2 separate regions of the Sus scrofa genome follow, and region 1 is linked to region 2. A link is a contact called in public Hi-C data. All regions are on one chromosome and are shown on one strand. Each heading gives the region's core, a stretch centred on a gene start, on an enhancer-like site or on the middle of the called end of the contact. The rest is flanking DNA. Distances are from core to core; before and after follow the strand shown. Region 1 overlaps MYO5B (unconventional myosin-Vb). Region 2 has its middle 59 kb from the start of LIPG.

Evidence for each region. A called contact is a pair of places that touch in the nucleus more often than the background predicts.
Region 1: a Hi-C map of liver shows a contact between it and region 2, with 7 times the contacts expected there. The contact joins two enhancer-like sites. A contact is called at or near these places in 5 of 47 Hi-C or Micro-C datasets (liver and skeletal muscle).

What each region holds. Positions count from the first base shown.
Region 1 is chr1:99,429,809-99,432,706 of Sscrofa11.1, forward strand. MYO5B (unconventional myosin-Vb) reads right to left here. Exons shown (of 39, transcript XM_021093027.1): 33 at 559-710; 34 at 1-19. Among named protein-coding and RNA genes, the nearest start is that of ACAA2, 120 kb to the left of the region's middle. Within about 2 kb of position 1,298, at least 16 of the 83 cell types and tissues checked have an H3K27ac peak or open chromatin away from gene starts, as enhancers often do. A contact at or near this core is called in liver, where this site is marked.
Region 2 is chr1:99,139,237-99,142,410 of Sscrofa11.1, forward strand. No RefSeq gene overlaps it. Among named protein-coding and RNA genes, the nearest start is that of LIPG, 59 kb to the left of the region's middle. Within about 2 kb of position 1,690, at least 25 of the 83 cell types and tissues checked have an H3K27ac peak or open chromatin away from gene starts, as enhancers often do. A contact at or near this core is called in liver, where this site is marked.

The DNA of each region.
Region 1 (2,898 bases), core at 48-2,547, 290 kb after region 2:
CAAAGTCATCATTGTGCTTCTGTGAAAAGAAAAAGCCATTCCTGGTCATAAGTCAGTGGTTCCCATCTGGCCAAATGCTTACCTGTTTCATTCTCTCACCTGGCAGGCCCTGGCTAGTCACAGTCAGGAGATGAGAGCTACCGCCACAAGAGCTACTGCTCATCCACTACTGGGTATGACACACAACCCTGTTCTGGTACCCTGATTGGTGGCACACACATGCATGTACATGCGCGCGCACACACACACACACACACACACACACACACGGCAGAAAAACTGTTTCTGTGGCTATGACTATGAAGCCAGGCGATACAAATGAGCTTGACTCCAGCTGCTCTGTTCTCATCTATCAATGACCCAACACCAGGGGTGTTGGGAAGATGCTGGTGAAACGTTCTGGCATTGCATTTACCTAGAGGTCAGCTGTCATTTATTTCCCTCTAGGGCTGGAGAGTCTGGAGAACTTCTTCCCGCAAAACCCAGGCTGAGAGAAGCAACGGTGAGCTGCTGGCTTCACTCAGTTCCCCACCAACCACCGTCGGCCTGGACACTGACCTTGAGGACTTTCTTGATGCCGTTGATGGTGGAGGTCAGCAGGGAGTGCACCTTGAGGTCATCGTTCACGTAGTCCGCGTGCCTGATACACATGTAGAGGATGTAGGCTGGGAGGCAGGGCACTGTGCCCGCCAGGGCCTGGGGCTTCAGCTCTAACAGCAACAGACCACAAGAATTAGAGTCAATGCCCAGAGCTGGAAGAGCCCTGGCCCAAAATACACACTTTCAATATCTTCCTGTAGCTCCTCGCAGGGGGTTGGGAGAGGAAAAGGGCAGAGATTGCCCTGGATACACAGATTCCTGATACCCCTGACTACTAGGAGTTTTAGAAACTAGGTAAAAGCCCCAGACAAAAAGCATGTTCCTAATTGTTTAAAACAGGCTTCTCATGCTTTGTCCTTACAACCTAGAGGAAAGAATCCACAGGTGGCTCCCTGCCAGGTTCACACACAGGCCAGGTTCACCAAGGAGGGGCCTGAGGCCAGAGGGCCACTGAGGATGGGAGCTGCTCCCTGATGGGGCCCGGACTCCCCACCCCCCGCCCCAGTACATCCCTTCCTATCGTGGACACAGCAAGAAGGAGGGCTCACCCCGAAGATACAGGCCACGTGCCAGGGGTTGGGAGAGCTGGAGCAGCCTCTCACCCACTTGGCTGTCAGTTCGGAAACTATGTGGTGGCCCCTTCCCGGACCTGCTCAGAGCCAGCAGATCCAGCAGAGCACTGACTGGCCACAGCCGTGCTCTCCTCCCTAGCGCCACCGCCTGACCTGCGTCTCACCGGCCTCCCACTTGGCTGGAGCTCATGCGGCTCTAGTCAGGGACAGCTGCGGCCCTGTTGCCCCTCACCCCCTCAGCTCTCTTCCAAACCCTCACCACACCCCCTCCCAGGTGCACACTGGCTGGACTGGAAGAACCTGTGAGCTGCCCCATGAACTGCAGACTCCTGCTCAGCCTCCTGGTCCTTCCCTGCCACAGCCCTGGAGGATCAGGGAGAAGCTGTCAGGCTGCTCTCCATTCTAGAGGAAGCCCACAGAAGCAGTAGCCCAGGCTCAGAGCAGGGAGTGCTGGTAGAACCCTGGGGAAGGAGGAGGAAAGGGCCAGGGACAGGAACGATGTACTCGAGGCCCTGGGCCTCAGACCCCAGGCCTGCCCACTTCGGCCCCAGCGCTGGATCCCCAGCCCTCGCCTACTCTCTCATTACCTCTGCCCCTAATCTTCACCCAGCCCAGGCCTTACAAGCCACCTCTAGGCTTGGGGAGGCAATGAGGGAGGCAGGCTGGGGAGGGGAAGGGGCAACAACCTCAGATCTTCCACCAGGGCCACCTAGGGTGAGGGCTGGGCACGTGCTGCCAGCATCTCCAGTGGGCACTTGGCCTCAAAAACACATACAGGCATAATACTCCAGGTACCTGGAGCATCTCACAGGCTCAGCAAATGATTGTGGGTTGGCCCTTGGCTCTAATTAGAATGCCATTAACATTTATCCAGAAAGATGTGTTTTAAGGCCCAGACTTCAATTCTATAGCTTCTTGCTTTGAGCGTGACTCGTGTGCAGATGGTAAACAGCTTGTCCTGCCTTGGAATGCTCAACTGTGATTTGAGTCTCGATTCCCGTAGCAGCTACATGGTAGAGCCTTGAGCGCAGGTACCACCTCTACTTTTCTCCACGGTCCACAGTAACCAGCCAGCACCGGGCCCCTAGGCTGAGGCTCGTGAAGTCCTGGCATCCGTGTGGAGGGGTCTTGAGGAGGGAAGGGGACCAGGCAGCTTAGCAGATAAGCTTTCCTGGGGCCACCTGAGCAATGACCGAGGGAAGGAGTAACCCCTCTGCTGGCACGAGCAGTCTCCACTGTCATTTTCTTTTTTACTCTGATGCTGTGAACTTTGAGTTTCATTCATCAGAGAATAAAAGTGCATCCCTAGCGGTGGTTGAACAAGATCAGCCTGTTTAAGGGAGTTTGAGGTCCACTCTTATCACATTTAGTTGTCAGGCAATTATAGGGAAATTTACCTTTGTAAAAGTAGAAAAAGCTCAGCTATTACAAATACCCCAGACAAAGGGCTGAAGCAAAATCTGTGCTAGGCTGAAGTCACACGCCATTCCTCCTGCTGCCCTTGGCCCTCAGCACAGTAGGACCTTGATAAACTTACATTTCTCTAAAAGAAGGTTAACCTCTTATTTGAACTTCAGATACCCCTGCAAAAGCTACCATCTCTTTGAGTTCCTCATGTTGGAGAAGTTCACGAAGGGTTTTGCAGCTTTAATTCAGCCCTTTAACCTTTATCACGTGTGGGGAGGTGGGGTTGGTAACCTCATCCCCATCGTACAGAGAATGGAGC
Region 2 (3,174 bases), core at 440-2,939:
CTGCATGTTCTTAGCCCTGATGTGCATTAAAAGGAAATGAAGCTTCACAGGGGCACACTCTATGATCCCAAGGAGATAGGAGAGGGCAGAAAATCTGCTCCCAGCACTCACTCGTGCCCTGCACACTGCTGGGAGTCCAACTGCTCTAGCCACTGACTCCTCCTGGTAAAACATTCCTGGTTCTCCTGTGCCCTGGGAGGTCTGAAAACCAAGCTGCCACCAGCAGCTTCGTTGTGATGAAAGCCAATGGAAAGAAGAGTCCTCTCATGGGGAAGAATTCTGGGTGTATAAAGAAAATGTTGCCTTGATCAAAGCAATCCATATATTCATTCATTTGTCCTTTCATTCACTGATTCCAGGTAGATCTACTCAGTGCCAATTCTAGGTAACACATGGTCACCGGGAGCCTACCGACTTGTTGGGGAAATAAGGTTTGAAACCAAGCAAATCAGCATGGGACTGGGAGTTCTCATTGTGGCTCAGTGGTTAACGAATCTGCCTAGGAACCAGGAGATTGCAGGTTCAATCCCTGGCCTTGTTCAGTGGGTTAAGGATCTGGCGTTGCCATGAGCTGTGGTGTAGGTCGAAGACTCAGCTCTGATCCCATGTGGCTGTGGCATAGGCCAGTGGCTACAGCTCCAATTGGACCCCTAGCCTGGGAACCTCCCTATGCCATGGTGCGGCCCTAGAAAAGCCAAAAAAAAAAAAAAAAAAAAAAAATCAGCATGGAACTAAATGCCCCAGATATTTGGTTTGAATCATGAATTGAGGAGGGCAGAGAGAAAGGGTGGTAGGGTTGCAGGGGAGTGTAGGTACTTTATGGTGATCAGTGGTTTCCCAGGTCCTGGAAAGAAGGGCAGAATTAGACATACAGAAGGGAATATGCAAGGCCTTCCAGGAAGAAGTGAGAAAAAACACGGTGTTTTGCAGCAAGCAGTGGTTCCGGGGCAGTGGAGAGAGAGGTAGAAAATGAATGTTGGGGGTGTTCCCATGGTGAGGCAGCAGAAACGAATCTGACTAGTATCCATGAGGATGCGGGTTCCACCCCTGGCCTTGCTCAGTGGGTAAGGATCTGGCGTTGCCATGAGCTGTGGTTCAGGTCACAGACGAGGCTCGGATCCTGTGTCACTGTGGCTGTGGCGTAGGCCGGCAGCTCTTGCTCTGATTCAACCCCTAGCCTGGAAACTTTCATATGCTGCTAGTGCAGCCCTTAAAAGAGGAAAAAAAAAAAAAAAAAAAAAAAAGAAAAGAAAATGAATATTGGCTTCATGTTTCTTCTGTGGATGTAGCTGGCATGTGGGCCCACACTGGCTATCCCAGGCCAGGTCTGAGAATCACTTTGGTAACCAAGAATGCATCAGAGAAGCCCGTGGGGGCTACCCTTACCTCTTCCTATGCCCTGCAAGTGGGCTCAGCTGGAGCCAAAGGCTCATCCAGACCCCACTTATCTTGCTCCAGCAGCAGAGGTAGCAAAGAGGCTGGAGAGGCAAAGCTGCTTGATTTCCAAGGCCTTCTGATCCAGCCAGGTGGAAGGCAGCCAGGCAGGCAGCAGCTGGTGACAGCCTGTCTTACTGCCTTAGATGGCAGGCAGCTAACTCAAAGGAAAAACTGGCAGAAAGGGGGTGGCAAGTCAGGGGACATGGGCCAGTGGAATTCTGAACAAGGTCAAAGTCCAATCTGGTACAGGGCTTGATTACCAATTTAAATCTTGTCTTTTCTCCCAGGATAGCTGCCCGCCCTGCAGAAGAGGCCAGGGCTGCCGCAAGGGGAATTTGCATTTAAAGGTTCCAAGTGCCAGGCACCCTGAGAAGGGCTGTAGCCTGGCTTGTGCATTCATCCTAACACCAGGAGGCCACACATTGAATGCACTCCTATTTTGTCCTTATTTGGACACCTGATTGCCTGGGGGAGGGAAAGAGACCCCAAACTCTTCTTATGTCTTCCAGTCTTGGGAAAGATCCTGGAAAGGGCAGAGTGGGAGGCCCTGGGGTCTGGAAGCTGATGATCACAAGTTTTTCTTAACTGGGGCTGGAAGGAAGTCTAAGGGAGTGGCGGTCCTTGGGCAGGGGGGATGTTCATGGGGCTAAACTGGACTGTGGTTTGGGGAGAGATGTGGAAGGTGGCCGATAGAATGAGTCAGAAACCTAGGTGGCCATGAGGGTCCAGCAGGTGGATTCTACAGCAGTGGTGGGTTAATCACGTTGAAAAAAGGCTCCTCTTTTTACCTCTCTTCTTGAGGCAGTTGGTTCTCAATCCTTTTCTTCTTCTGGGGGGCTTTCGGGAATATTTATGCATGATTACTAGAGCCCCAGAAATTCTGCTATAGCAAATCCATAACTCCCCTCCCTCCCATCAAACCCACCACCTCTGAGGGAAAGGGATGGAAAAGCCCTCCTCACTTCCGCATGCTGCAAACCCCCTTGGGTGGGTTTTTCTGTGACCCTTTTACCGTTCAGTCAATAAACACTTATTGCATCCCTAGGTGTTGATGAAAACATAGGCACACAGTTTAGAGGGGAGGGTGCCTTGGTGTTTGCTTGCAGCTGGACAGAACTGTCCGTGAGAAGAGAGAACACATGATGCAGTACGTTCATGATGTCAGTGTTCTCAGGGACAATGACCTTCTAGGGAGATTTGCTTGTTGGCTGCCTCAGAGGCAAAGCCTGTCGAAATCCTTTGGCTGCGTGTTGGGCCAGAACATTAGGTCGGTGTTACCCAACATCTTGTGCCTGGGAGATCCACATGTGTGCATACACACATACATATACACAAGCACGCACACATGCTGGAAACACTCGAAGGTACATTCTGTCCTGCAGCCAAGTTGATGGCCGTCAGGCTTGGCTGGCCCAGACTCCATCTGAGCATTCCTGGGACTCAGGAATGAACCGAGGTTTTGCTGTGTGCCTCAGGACTCCCCTCCACCCCAGGGCCCCAGTTCAGATCAGGAATTCTCAGTAGCTGTGGGTTCCCATTGCTCTGCTCGGCAATGCGGAGGAGGGGGTGATGTGACAGACATCCTCTGCTGTCTGACTCAGGAACAAGGAAGGAGCAAGGAAGGCTGGAGCTCATCTCTTCAAAAGCATACAGGCTTCCAGGTTCCGGGTCATGCTGGGGAGGCTGAGAGTTCCCATGGGCTTGGGGAGAGGAGTTACTTTGGGTTGGGCTCTAGCT